4 separate regions of the Mus musculus genome follow, and regions 2, 3 and 4 are each linked to region 1. The links are chromatin contacts, called in public HiChIP or PLAC-seq and promoter capture Hi-C maps. All regions are on one chromosome and are shown on one strand. Each heading gives the region's core, a stretch centred on a gene start, on an enhancer-like site or on the middle of the called end of the contact. The rest is flanking DNA. Distances are from core to core; before and after follow the strand shown. Region 1 holds the start of Atp5k (ATP synthase, H+ transporting, mitochondrial F1F0 complex, subunit E). Region 2 overlaps Dipk1a (divergent protein kinase domain 1A). Region 3 holds the start of Mtf2 (metal response element binding transcription factor 2). Region 4 holds the start of Fgfrl1 (fibroblast growth factor receptor-like 1).

What was found. Promoter capture Hi-C pulls out the DNA fragments that hold promoters and counts their contacts. HiChIP or PLAC-seq counts read pairs in DNA pulled down with a chosen protein or histone mark. Capture Hi-C pulls out chosen DNA fragments and counts their contacts.
Region 2: a promoter capture Hi-C map of embryonic stem cells shows a contact between it and region 1, with 2.6 times the contacts expected there. The contact joins the enhancer-like site here to the promoter of Atp5k in region 1. A contact is called at or near these places in 2 of 39 promoter capture datasets (cranial neural crest and embryonic stem cells).
Region 3: a contact with region 1 is called in a promoter capture Hi-C map of adipose tissue. The contact joins the promoter of Mtf2 here to the promoter of Atp5k in region 1. A contact is called at or near these places in 6 of 39 promoter capture datasets (3T3-L1-derived adipocytes, the HPC-7 cell line, cranial neural crest and 3 more), 1 of 484 Hi-C or Micro-C datasets (Sertoli cells), 2 of 115 datasets of contacts at active chromatin or transcription factors (the SCID.adh cell line and bone marrow-derived dendritic cells) and 4 of 9 other capture datasets (adipose tissue, liver, macrophages and 1 more).
Region 4: an H3K4me3 HiChIP or PLAC-seq map of embryonic stem cells shows a contact between it and region 1, with 8 times the contacts expected there. The contact joins the promoter of Fgfrl1 here to the promoter of Atp5k in region 1. A contact is called at or near these places in 11 of 39 promoter capture datasets (the C10 cell line, the HPC-7 cell line, cranial neural crest and 7 more), 3 of 484 Hi-C or Micro-C datasets (CD4 T cells, double positive thymocytes and embryonic stem cells), 11 of 115 datasets of contacts at active chromatin or transcription factors (the SCID.adh cell line, double positive thymocytes, embryonic limb bud and 6 more) and 3 of 9 other capture datasets (adipose tissue, liver and pancreatic islet).

What each region holds. Positions count from the first base shown.
Region 1 is chr5:108,432,846-108,436,042 of GRCm38.p6, reverse strand. It overlaps Atp5k (ATP synthase, H+ transporting, mitochondrial F1F0 complex, subunit E), which reads left to right and starts at 1,644. Exons shown (of 4, transcript NM_007507.3): 1 at 1,644-1,717; 2 at 1,963-2,017; 3 at 2,214-2,312; 4 at 2,706-2,797. The coding sequence starts at 1,682. The coding sequence ends at 2,731. Gm34319 (a long non-coding RNA gene) reads right to left here and starts at 1,642. Exons shown (of 3, transcript XR_003955776.1): 1 at 1,520-1,642.
Region 2 is chr5:107,938,104-107,941,300 of GRCm38.p6, reverse strand. The region is part of intron 1 of Dipk1a (divergent protein kinase domain 1A); the gene reads left to right. Among named protein-coding and RNA genes, the nearest start is that of Gm26387, 32 kb to the right of the region's middle. Within about 2 kb of position 1,685, at least 34 of the 459 cell types and tissues checked have an H3K27ac peak or open chromatin away from gene starts, as enhancers often do. A contact at or near this core is called in embryonic stem cells, where this site is marked.
Region 3 is chr5:108,064,151-108,067,347 of GRCm38.p6, reverse strand. Mtf2 (metal response element binding transcription factor 2) reads right to left here and starts at 1,674. Exons shown (of 15, transcript NM_013827.3): 1 at 1,383-1,674. The coding sequence starts at 1,387.
Region 4 is chr5:108,692,712-108,695,908 of GRCm38.p6, reverse strand. Fgfrl1 (fibroblast growth factor receptor-like 1) reads right to left here and starts at 1,680. Exons shown (of 7, transcript NM_054071.2): 1 at 1,377-1,680; 2 at 791-1,014. The coding sequence starts at 857. Gm42151 (predicted gene, 42151) reads left to right here and starts at 1,843. Exons shown (of 2, transcript NR_168910.1): 1 at 1,843-2,073.

The DNA.
Region 1 (3,197 bases), core at 395-2,894:
GACACTTGCAGTTCTGGAAGCTTGAGCTGCTAAGGAGTCAGGTTTATTTTAAGATTTAATGAGGGAAACCTGTTTGATCACATAAGTTATCTAACCAGTTGCTCAAGATCAGGGAAGGGAGGGGGCTCAATGTGTAGATGACCATGAGGGGTGAGGAAGTTTACTTGGTGCCTTGTAGGTTAGCATGCCTTTGCAGCTTCCTTGGGGAGCAGTGAGTTGGCAGGAGGGCAGGAATCTCACTGTGGCTCAGGTAGGGATGGGAGTGAGGAACGTCTCAAAGGCAAGGTAAGAGTATGTGGAGCACCTGTGGCACATGGCCTGGGTAATTCTCGTCTCAGTTTAGGAACATTTCTAGGATTCTAACAGAGAAGAACTAGGGCTTTGACTCCAGATCAAATGTAGGCAAAGTTCCAGAGCCTAGGGCAATGGTTCCTCTTCTGATGGCCCCGGAGAGCTGGGTACCTATTATGAGTCCTGCAGTTTTCATTGCTGCATTTTATCCACTTTATATTCATAATTATGTTCTCTTTATAAGTATGGACTATAAAGAGTCAGGAAAAGATACCCCATCCCTACAGACTGTGTACCTTTCCAAGCCCTGGTGCAATGCAAAACTGAGGAGGCTGGTTCAATCAACAGCCTTAGGAAGATTTCAAGTCACTATGGGGCATTGGGGTAAAGCCAGCCATTCAGTGGGTGGCTACAATCTATACTATGACAGATGTACACAAAGATGCTTGCCAATAGACACAGCTGATAATCACCTTGTCTCCATCTTGCCCCATCCCAGGCCAATGATGCTCAACTTTCCTAATGCTGTGACCCTTTAATACAGCTCCTTATGTGACCCTCCCCATACATAACATTATTTTCATTGCTACTTTATAACTGTAATCTTGCTACTGTTATGGGTCATAATGTAAATACTTTTGGAGATAAGTGTTTGCCAAAGGGATCACAAAGGGTTGGTCTAGACCGACATGGCTGCTAGAGAGGTACCCACTCTGGGGACATGGACTGCAGAAAGGTAAGTTTGGCAATCTGGGTGCTCCATGGTCAGTCTCTATGAGGCCTGAAAAGGAGGTCAATAGGACTCAGGATCTGTAGTCCTGAGAGTGTGGGCAGGGAGATGCAGGGGTTAGCCTCATTTGGATGAACATTACCTGTAAAGCCCAATGGAAATTAGGAGCTCTGGGCGAGAAAACACTGGTCGGAGGACATATGTGTCCAATGCCGGAAATTGCAGGAAAGCCCTGGAAGGTTGCTGACCTCTCAGGAAGGGCCAATACAAGTTCTGTAATCTCATGCCCAAACCCACCGCACCCAATGGGCCGCTGGAGTCGGCCAGGTGTGCTCGTCTGTTCCAAGAGATAAAGGGATTGTTTGCGTGCTCCAGTCCACAACAGGTGGGCGACAGATTCCAGGGCTGGTCAGTCATTACACGCCGGTGCTGAAGTAACGAGGCTCTGTGTCACCACCCTTTTGAAGCCAGCTTACACTAACAGCCTAGACTTCCTACCTGGAGAGTAGTAACCAGCCCCGTGGGAACGCTCGGCTATCCTCCAGTCGCTAGGGGGCAGCGCTTTCACTGCGGCGCATGCGCCTTTCTGGCTTCAGGAGGCGGCTTTCATTCTCTGTCTTCCGCCTCAGTTGAGCTTCCGGCGCGAAGGTCACGGACAAAATGGTGCCCCCGGTTCAGGTCTCTCCACTCATCAAGGTGAATCCTCATCCCCGTTGTTGCGCGGTGCTCAAAGCTCCTCTATGCCCCCTTTCCCCTCCCCTCCCGTGACTTAGCATTGCCCACCCTTGGGACTGCTGGCTGTGGTCTCGAGCAATCCCGGCCCTGCAACCCTTGCACACACACCCGCCCCGTACTCCCTCTCCCAGTACTCCTCGATGTCCGACCCCTGCGATCCCCTTGTTCCCTCGGTGTGCCTTCTACTATAATGTTTTCTTCTGCAGTTCGGCCGGTACTCCGCTCTGATCATCGGCATGGCATACGGCGCCAAGCGCTACAGTGAGTTTGGGGACCGGGAGAACGGGATTCCGGGTGAAAGGCTGTGTGACACTGCTCGAGCCTGCAGTTCCTTGGGAGGGAGATGATGCCAGGCCCTAGAGGGGGGCAGGTGGGAACAGCTATCTGGAGATTTTGGAGTCGGCTTTTTCACGAAGCAGCATTTTCAGAGAAGTTAATTGCTTCCACTCCCCCCCAGGTTACCTAAAACCCCGGGCAGAGGAGGAGAGGAGAATAGCAGCGGAGGAAAAGAAGAGACTAGATGAGTTGAAACGGATTGAGAGAGAACTGGCGGAAGGTATGGCTTTTAGCCTCTCCCAACACCCCCGAGTTTTCTGGAAGTAGCTGCTGCTTAGTGGACCAGGGGCTGCCTCTCATCCCATGACTGTTTTGTCCAGTGCTGTCCTCCGTGGAGCCCAGTGGAGTGTGAGAGGCATACTGCCCCTTCTCTTGGGTAGCATCTGCAAATTGCCTTTCGAGAGGTTACTGCTGAGCAGGCTCTCTGACCCCTCTGTGTTGACTTCCTGTGGATTCCAGTCAGATGGAGAAGGCAGTTGGGGATGCAAAGGATGGTTTTAGTAATGAAGTTAGGGTTCTCTTGGAATTAGATTCTTGATTGTTTAAAGCCCAAGTCCCCGTAAGGTGGCCCAAGTCTGTATAATGTTTGACATGGTCTCTTCTCACTTTTCAGCTCAAGATGACAGCATTCTCAAGTGAGGCGTCAGCGAGCTTGCTTTTCTCTAGTCGTTGAGAACGAATAAAGCTTCATTGTGTGATGCTGTGGCTTCCTCTCTCTTTACTGTTTGCTTCTAGGTACCGGCTCTGTGGTTGCATCCTGGCTTTTCCTTGGGTAGGGAGGGTCGGGGGTGGGGTGCAGTGGGTGGAGTTTCAAAGGAATTAATGATCATTACCAGACACACAGACAAAGCGAGAAGTGCTGGGGCATGTGAAGGTGCAGTGGTAAGGCCAAATTAGGGCTCCAGGGATGCCGGGGTAATCCCTGGAGTGGCCTAGCCTCCTGGAAGCAGCTTGCTCTGCTCTGATCTGCACTCTTCTGCTTATGTCAGCAGCTCGGGCCCAGTACAGGAGGATGGGTGTTGATGCCTTCACAATAACGTGGGTCTTGTGCCCCCAACTGATAATTCTTCTCTAGTTCTTAGAAAGTGACCTAAAGCTGAACTAT
Region 2 (3,197 bases), core at 436-2,935, 490 kb after region 1:
TCATTTATTCTCTATGTTTTGGAAATGATGGAGTTTAGTAGATTTTTGTTCTTGTTAATTATTATCAACGACTCCTCCATCACTACCTCCTCCTCCTCCATTTCCTCCTCCTCCATCACTACCTCCTCCTCTTCCATCACTGCATCCTCCTCCTCCTCCATCACTACCTCCTCCTCCTCCATTTCCTCCTCCTCCATCACTACTTCCTCCTCCTCCATCACTGCATCCTCCTCCTCCTCCATCACTACCTCCTCCTCCTCCATCACTACCTCCTCCTCCTCCATCATTACCTCCTCCTCCTTCTCCATCACTACCTCCTCCTCCTCTACTTCATGCTCCTTATTCCCCCCCACACACACACACCCACTCCTCCCAAGACTAGTACTTTCCTGGGGTTGGTTGTCTGTTGTCCAGTCCGGCTAACAGAGTTAAGAAAGACATTTTATAGACATTTTTTAGAATTTGACATTTAGATGTGTTTAAATCTAAAAGTATTTTAATATTTGGTATATTTCTAATGTGTCTTACTGAGGTATAATTGACAAAATAAAGACCGGTTTAGTTTTCAGTTGTGTAGTCGGACCAGTTTAGACAAATGTATTCATAGGCTAACCAACACATGAATTATACTGACATTTCCATTTTCTTAAAATTTTCTCATATAATCCTGTCAGTCACTTACCCCCATAAAGCAACCACTCAGCTGTTTTTAAGAAATGTTTGATATAATTTTTAAATTAATAACACCCTAGACTAAAACACAAAGTAGTATTTTAAGGCTTAAAAAATACAGGGAGGGGGGTGGAGAGATGGCTCAGCAGTTATGAGCACTGACTGCTCTTCCAGAGGTCCTGAGTTCAATTCCCAGCAACCACATGGTGGCTCACAACCATCTGTAATGGGATCCAATGCCCTCATCTGGTGCTGTCTGAAGTCAGCTATAGTGTACTCATATAAATAAATAAATAAATAAATAAATAAATAAATAAATAAATAAATAAATAAATATTTTTATAAAAACATGGGGAGGTTAGTGGGATGGCTCATTCAGTCCAGTGCTTCCAGGAGATTAAATAAAGAACAAATACACAGATCTGAAGCTGGACATGTAGCTGTTGATAAAGTACTAACAAAAATGGGGCCCTAAATTCAATCCCCAGCATTTCACGAACTAGGTTTGGTAGTGTACACTTGTTGCAGTATCTTTTATTTGCCTGATAATCGTGAAGGCTTACTGCCTCTGTCTGCTAACCTAGGCCCAGACCTGGAAGTGTCTAGCCTCCATACAATCTAATCTAGGCCTAGACTGCTCGGCCTCTAAGGCTTAGTGCTGAATACACTCACCCTTCCTAGTTCTTTCTGAACTGTGACTGGCTGCTTCATCTCAGCTGATCTGGCTCAAACTCCTCTTCACACTAACTGGTTCAGTCTGGCTTTGCAGAGTTTTCTTGAATTGCACTGCTTGACCTCGTGCTAAGTTTGGCAATCTGCTCTAATCTCCTGGCTCTTTCTCATCTCTGGCCTGTTCTGTCTTTACCTGTGTCTGTCTTCTCTCTGCAGCCTGTCTCTGCACAACTGTCCCAGTAAAATGGCCCTTTTTCTCTTTTCTTTCTTCTCTCCTCTCTCCCGCTCCTCACCTCTCCTCCTCTCTCTTCCCTTCTCCTCCCCTCCCCACCGCTCTCTCTATGTACTCTCTCTTAAGCTTTTCCCTTTCATCTCTCTTCTAGTGAGAGCTGGGCATATTCTAGTTTGTCATATCTTTCTCTGATTTGTCACTTTGCCAGTCAATTAGATGTCTTCTTTCCAACGTGGCTGCTTCCTTCTATAATCTAACTTTACCTGCCTTGTTTGAGATTAACGGTGAGTAAGTGAAGCTCGCTGATCAGGCTGGGCTAACTGGTCCACTCCTGGGATCCCTGTCTCCAGCACTCAGCTCTCGGGTTACATGGACACACACCATGTCCAGCTTTTATGTGGGTATTGGCTGTTTGAACACAGGTTCCACTGCAAGATCTTTCTAGACTGTTGGAGTCCATGAGTCCCTTACAAAGGCCACACAAACTCCGATCTCAGTCAGGCAGGGGTGGTTTATTGAATGCACACCCTAATACTGATCAGATCAGGGGCATAGTTTGGACTTGAGGAGCTGGAGCTACACCCATGAATATCTTCCTCTATCAGTTTATAAAGGATAAAAACCACAATGCACTCATACACAGGTGCAGGAAGTGCTGTTCAGTGGTCAGCTCTGACGCAAGCCATTTTAGAAATAACAGTTTATATTAACCTTTAAGTTGATAGGTCCTATGTAAAGCTTTGTGGATTTTTTTAAAAATGTTTTGTTTTTAAAGATTTATTTGTTTATTATATATGAGTACACCTCAGCTATCTTCAGGCACACCAGAAGAGGGCATCAGATCTCATTAAAGATGGTTGTGAGCCACCATGTGGTTGCTGGGATTTGAACTCAGAACCTCTGGAAGAGCAGTAAGTGCTCTTAACGGCTGAGCCATCTCTCCAGCCCTGGATTTTTTTTTTTTTTAAAGATTAACAAACCTTGTATAGAACATACAGAACCAAACAGGGTATGTGGTCAGCATGACAATGCTCTGAGTCAATTTTTTTGTGCCAGTGACTGGCAGGCATGTTACAGCAACAATATGAAATAGCTGGCAGGCATGGAACAAAATGGCTGCAGCTATGCTGTGGTGAACACTCCTCAACACAGACCCTTGGTAAAATTTAAAATCCATTCATGTCTTTTGCCTATGAAACATATGCTGCATATTTAAGAAATTTGTAGCATTTCAGATTTCATTTAGTGTTATTCATTACCTTAGTTAAGCATTGTAGGTAATTCTGTCACTGTATTTTAATGAAGGATTTTGGCTAGCTGCTTTTCAGCATTCCTGTTAGGGCAGAGCAAAGCCTGTTACTGCCTGGGCTTGAGTTTGTTTTGACAAGAAATTATCAGTGTAGAAGTGGCCACAACTCTTAGAATATCTCCCTGCATTTTCTTTATAATTTTATTCCTAAGTAAACATTGCTGTTATCAAAACAGCTGTTATTTTTCTTTAAGAACTTTCTCTAGGTTTTGTTTTTAGCTTTCTTTACAATTTGAGAACTGAGAAGGTAATTTTAGATTAACACCTGTTGGAGAAATTCCAAAATTATAGAGGGCCATCTGTTTGCATGCT
Region 3 (3,197 bases), core at 425-2,924, 370 kb after region 1:
TTGTCCAGGGGGCTGGAGAGATGGCTCAGTGGTTAAGAGTGCCGATTGCTCTTCCAGAGGTCCTGAGTTCAATTCCCAGCAACCACATGGTGGCTCACAACCATCTGTAATGGGATCTGATGCCCTCTTCTGATGTGTCTGAAGACAGCAATAGTGTGCTTATATACATTAAATAAAAAAATAAACATTTAAAGTATTATCCAGCATCCTAAAAAGAATCAGTTTTTTTACCCACAATTCTCTCCCAAAAAAGAAATTCCCAAAAGAAAAATTAAAACATAAAGGCTGAAAACAGTCTGCAGAAGTTCCTATGAAGATTACATGGAATCTATTTGAAGGAGAAAGTACTTGCTGCTAGAGAAAACGGAGTCAACCAACCACTAACATATTTCTAGCTCTACTTTGATCTCATGAGGTACTTTTCTATGTCAATTACAGGCTTGTCTGGGTTTTCAAATTCTAACTACTGTTGCATGGTAATATCTTCAACCAAAGTTAAAGGTTTTAAAGAATAAAACAGCATTCCATACCCCTTTTCCTATTGTTCACAATCTCTCGTACCACTCAATAAATCCATCTCTGCCAAAGAAAAAATTAACCACCAAGGACTGCAGATTGTAAATCACAGTTAAGAGTTCTGGCACTATGGAAATGTGTTAAGAAATCCTGGAAAATTTTGGTTAAACCCCTTAGTGCCGTAAGTAACTAAGTTGTAATGATGAATACAAATTATCAGGGCAAGAAATTTTAATTGAACGGAAGAAATGCCTCCAAATAAAAGCTATCTCTTCCCCGTATCAATTCACCTATCACTTCTTCTCTTTAAGCTTCCAGGGCTTGCTTTCCAGGGTATTTTCCTCATCCTCGTACGCTAGCTATCTAGCCCACCACTAGATTCCCCTACCACAATTCCACACAATTCCAGCACCCTCTGGTTCCAAACTGCTACTTTCCTTAGCACCCCTTAAAGTGCCAGTCAGCCCCTCTACTAGGCTCCCCGCATTCTGACGGCTCCTCCCCTCGGTTCCCCACCCCCTCATCACCAGGTTCATCCTGCCCCTCCAACCGTCTCCCGCCCCCAGGTTCCTTCCTGCCCTCCAAACACAGCTTCCCTGTCTCAACGTTTTATCTAATTCCACCAACTGACTCCCGAGCGGGGCGCCCCGCTCCTTCCCCCAGTCCCTATTTTTACCAACATCTCACTGACTACCCCTCCCGATCCATTCTTTCAACATATGCATCAATGCAAAAACACCCCCACACAGGACTCCCTTGCCCAAAGCGGAGCCTCCATCTTTCCCCTTTCTTTTGCTTCCTTTCTTTCGTCTCTCCTCATCCCAACCTCCTCCCAAAGAGTCGGTTCCCAGGCCAAGGTCTCTCACCTCATTCGGTCACTTAAGTGGTGCCAACCGCTTCATACAGGAAAATAGAAGCAATCTCGTTCCCGTGGGCGCTCCCCCGCGAGTCCGGGCACTCCCTGGGCACCCGCCCCAGCGGGAGCCCTGCGCACACGCACACACACACCGAGTTCCTTGGGGACGAGGGTTAGGAAGGAGAATGTGCGTGCTCACACCGGCCTCAAACACAGACCACTTCGCAACAGCCCTTCGCCATTTTGGTTTCCCGCGGACTAGCGGTGCATTCTGGGAGCGCGGAGCTACTCCGGGGCCGAATGGCAGCTCTCCAGAGCCGCAGAGGGGCGGGGCCTGCGCGGCGAGCGCGGAGGAACACCGCGCCCTGCGTCCCGGACCAGCGCTGAACAAAGAGGGACTCTTTAACGTCGCGGTGGAATTAAGTCCTCTTGCTGCCGGTGCAGACACAATAGTGAGCGCAGCGCTTCCCGACGCTGATGCTTGCCTTACTAGGTCTTTTAAAAAGAGAGATCGTGTCCAGTCTTTCGTGCGGTCTTTTTTAATGCCCTCAGAAATAGGATATTGCTCAGTACATCTTGATGGGGTGATTTCCTTTCTGAAGAAAGGAAATTATTAACTGGAAAAAATACTTTTCTTTTACCTTCACCTAGAGGCCTGCTGTTATAATCCCCTTAAGTGGGGAGGAGACCCTGGATGGCAAATTTCGTTCAATGAATACTATCCAAATCCAAACTTATCTGGAATCTGTAATGGGAGATTTTCACTTTTTTTTCCTCTGACGATGAACGAGATTTTTTTTTCCCTGTTTACCTGCTTTGTGACCTTTCCTAATTGTAGTGAAATTTGAGCATACCCTCCTGCAAAGCAGTTGATTGAAGGAACACACAACTTTCATACTATTGCAGGCTTTTATATGAGGCCCAGCTGATAAATGGAATGCATGCTTATATCTTTGACTTATATTTGAATGCAACCCAGCACTTATAGAAACACCTGTAATACGTTTCTATTTTGTGAAAATATTTTCAGAGTCATATACTTTTTATCACAGATTATGTCACAGAGGCAGTACTGAATTTTCTCTCTGAAGAAATACCTCTTATGATCTAAATTCCTTTCACTCATATTTCAAGAGTTCCCTTTAAGCTGGGCGGTGGTGGCGCACGCCTTTGATCCTAGCACTTGAGAGGCAGAGGCAGGCAGATTTCTGAATTCAAGGCCAGCCTGGTCTACAGAGTGAGTTCCAGGACAGCCAGGGCTATACAGAGAAACCCTGTCTCGAAAAACAAAACAAAACAAAACAAAAAAGAGTTCCCTTTACCTAGGTTCTGAAAAATCTGGCAAATAGGCATATTCATATTATACTACATTTTTTTTTCTTTTTTGAAGACAGAGTCTATCTATTATATAGCTCTGGTTGTCCTGGAACTCATTGTGTAGACCAGGCTTGCCTCAAGCTCACAGAGATCTTCCTGTCTCTGCCTCCTCAGTACTGGGATTAAAAGGCCTGAGCCACCATGGCTAGCTTTGTATTATACAGTATATTTTATTCAGTACATTATATCAATCTGTGTCTCTCCCTCTTTCTCTCTCTCTCTGTCTCTCTCTCTCTCTCATGTGTCTCTGTATCTGACTCTCTCACACACACACTGTCTCTCTCTGTCTCTCACACACACACACTCTCTCTGTCTCTCTCACACACACACACTCTCTCTGTCTCTGTCTCTCTCTCTCTCTCACACACACACACACACTCTCTCTCTCTGTCTCTGTCTCTCTGTCTCTGTCTCTCTCTCTCTCACACACACACACACACACACACAC
Region 4 (3,197 bases), core at 431-2,930, 260 kb before region 1:
TGGCCAAAAATCTACGGGCATGTATCACCCATCAGCTCTGGGTGCCCTCTGCCAGGGCTAGGTCTAGGGCAGAGCTCCCCAGAAGACGAGTGATGTAGCCAAGCCATAGTGTGGTGTATCCTGCAACAACATAGTGTGTGACCCTGTGGTCTAAGATCTTCCACCTTTACTGTAGTGATGTTCTGTGCTCTGGGGACTCCCAGATGGTAGACTATGCTACCTGTAATTGATAAGCAAGCCAAGGGTCCAGAGCTGGGTCAGCTGAGGGCTGGATCAGAGCGAGCTCCAATCACCAAGATATCACCAATGTTCTCTATATTCAGCTAGGCACTGTGTGAGTCTCTGCAAGTTCCCAGGGACCCAATTAGGTTTTCTGCTCCCACAAAGAGTCCACTCCCCAAGAATCTGGGGGAGGGGTGACAACCACCTGCTCTCCATCTAGATATGCACCTGAAAGTGTGTTTATGCAAGATTATGAGGCTGTCCTGGAAAGGACCTAGGCAAGGCCAACAGTCAAATGATTCTGGGGCCCTTTACATGAGGTGTCAGCCAAAGAGGGTGAGCTGGGGGTATCTGATTGTGACTAGGTAACCCCAAGAGTGAGGTAGAGGCATGTAAAACCGACAGTACTTCAGGTTAAGGATGGGGGTTGGGGGGAGGATCTGCTGCGATGGAGCAGACAGGGAGGGGAGGAGTGTGCCAGGCGGGCACTGTGTGGCAGAGTTCAGGGCTGGTGGGAAAGGGGCGGCGCTGCAGAGGCCAAAGCGCCAGACTGGGCGCCAGGACTCACCTCGCGCCGCCTCAGCCGACGGGAGGGCCCCCAATAGCAGCAGCAGCAGCGCGGGGCTCCGCGTCATCTCGCCGGTCGGACCTGAAGCAGGGGCGCGGTCACTGGGAGCTGGACTGGACGCCACTCAGGGCTCAGGCCCGCAAGACCCAGGTCGCGGCCGCAGAGCCAGGGTCCGGCCCCCCTCGGCGCCGAGCTCCAGGCAAAGGAAGCGAGGCGCGTAGACGCTGAGCGTATCAAAGGCAGACAAAGGGTTTACACTAATTACCAGCCGCCCCCGCCGCCCCCTTTCCAAACACCGTCTGGATTCCTGGCGCTTGTAACTCGGGCCCTGCCCGCGGGACACACAACACCGAGCGGCCCCGCAGATAATCGCCTGCGCCATTAGCGGACAAATTTGCGCTGGGGGGCCCACGTGGGGCTCAAGGGGGGGCGGGGCGCGGGGCAGGGCCGCGGGCCCCACAGGAGCAGCTACGGCGCGAGCCCGGCTCCCGCCCCGCACAGTGATCGCGGCCCTGCCCTTCGCGCCCCGCACTCTAACCCATTCCAGCCCTCCCTCCGGGGGTCGCGGACGTACAGCCCGGCTCACCTCGACAGGGATCAGCGCGGGGGCGCGCAGCAGGCAACGGGGTCAGAGCCGGGCCCCTGAGCAGCGCGACGCGGTCATCGCTGCCCCGGGCGCCGCATCCCGCCCCCCGCGCCCCCGGGCCCGGCCTGGGCGGGGCGGCGCTACCTGGGCGCTGGCGGCTGGGGCCGGGCTGGGGCGCGGGGCGCGCTGTCCGCGCGGATAAACGGCGAGGCTTGGCGAGGGCGGGGAAGAGGGGCGGCGGGGCGAGGGGCCCGGGGCGCCGCGCCGCGAGGCGTCCTTCCCTGCGGGGCTTTGTCAACTCTCCCGGAGCGAGCGCGGAGCAGCCCTGAGCTCCGCCCCGCACAACTTCCGGCCAATCTGCGAGCCCCAGTCCGCCCCGTTCCCCGCCCCTCCCCGAAACTTTGCTCCAATCCGCACACGTGCCCGCCAGGCTCGCTGCTTAACCCTCGCAGTGCTTCTGCCCTTCAGGCTGGCGGCTCCCCGGAGCGCGCCCAGTCGGCCCTGCCTCGCCGCGCCCCCGCCCCTGGGCTCTGGGAACGCGCGGTCCCGCTAGCCTGAAGACCAGCTGATGGCCGCGGAGCCCACTCGGTATCTGCACCAGCTAGGCCCCTGGCCCCCAGAGCTGGCCGTTACTGCACTGTCTCTACTCCCGGCTTTAAACAGGAGGAAGGGAGCTGAACGGAACCTTCGAGCTTTTGTGAGTAGAGAGGCCGCTGTGCTGCTCTGGTTTGAGGGCGGGGGGTGGGGGGGTGGGGGTGGGGGGGTAAGGTGCGGGGGGGGGGGGGGAGATGGCGCAGATCTCCAGTGCTGGAGTCCAACGAAGCCCTGACTTGAGCATCTAGTTGTACCTAGGACCTTAGGAAGGCTGAGAGGGTCCTACAGCCCACCTGGATACTTCTCTGCACCTCACCTGCTTTGTGATAGTAATCAACACACCCTTTTGTCTTTGCTACTTAGCAAGTGTCTTGCTGTACCCCTGCACCCATCAAACAGAAAGACTGGTGAGTTTCCCAAACCTCACTAGCTCCCTTCAGCAGCATCCTGATCCATCCCCCGCGATCTCTCCAGACAGCTTCCTGCCTACCCTCACTCACCAGAGCCAAAATTCATCAAAACATGAGTCTTGCCAGTTTTCTCAACATAAATCCCATAATTTTTGACGCCCCGGTAGTGCCTCCCAAGAGACCACTCCTAAGCTCCGCTTTCAAGGACCCTGATCCAAACAACTTTTCTTCTCTAAGCTAAGAAGCACCCCCTCTTTCCGGAAGCCTGTCAGAGAAAAATGAAACCGAGGAATAGCCTAGTGTTCCTAGCCCCAAATTCTGTTTCTGGGCTAGTGTGGGCAAATGGAGGTGAACCTTGTCTCCTCTGCATGAAGGTCCAAGTACCCATCTCAACTGCAACGCTGTGTCTCAGAAGCAGCCCATGGAACTTTCTCTGGGCTACCAGAGAATTTGGGCTAGTACTGGGGTCACAGAAAGCATTTAAAACAGACAGAGTGGGTCCTGACTAGTCTGAGTAGGTCCTGGCTCCACAGAAAGTTTTGTGAGGAGATGCCACCGAAGCATGTAGTGCAACAACATTGTGTTGCTGCCAACCAAGAGCAGTTGTGTGTGGAGGTGGCTCTGTAGTGTGGGGAGGTTAAAAGCAAATGAGCCCAATGGGCAGAAAAAGGTAGGCAATGGATTGAAGTTAGACGGGAAGGTGCAGAGACCACAGGTGAGTGAGGCTTGTTCAAAGACAGGTGTGTCAGTACAGGTGTGCCAGGAAGGGAGAAACACTACTCTATGCTTCCCTTCTGCCTGGCCACTAGGCCCTAAA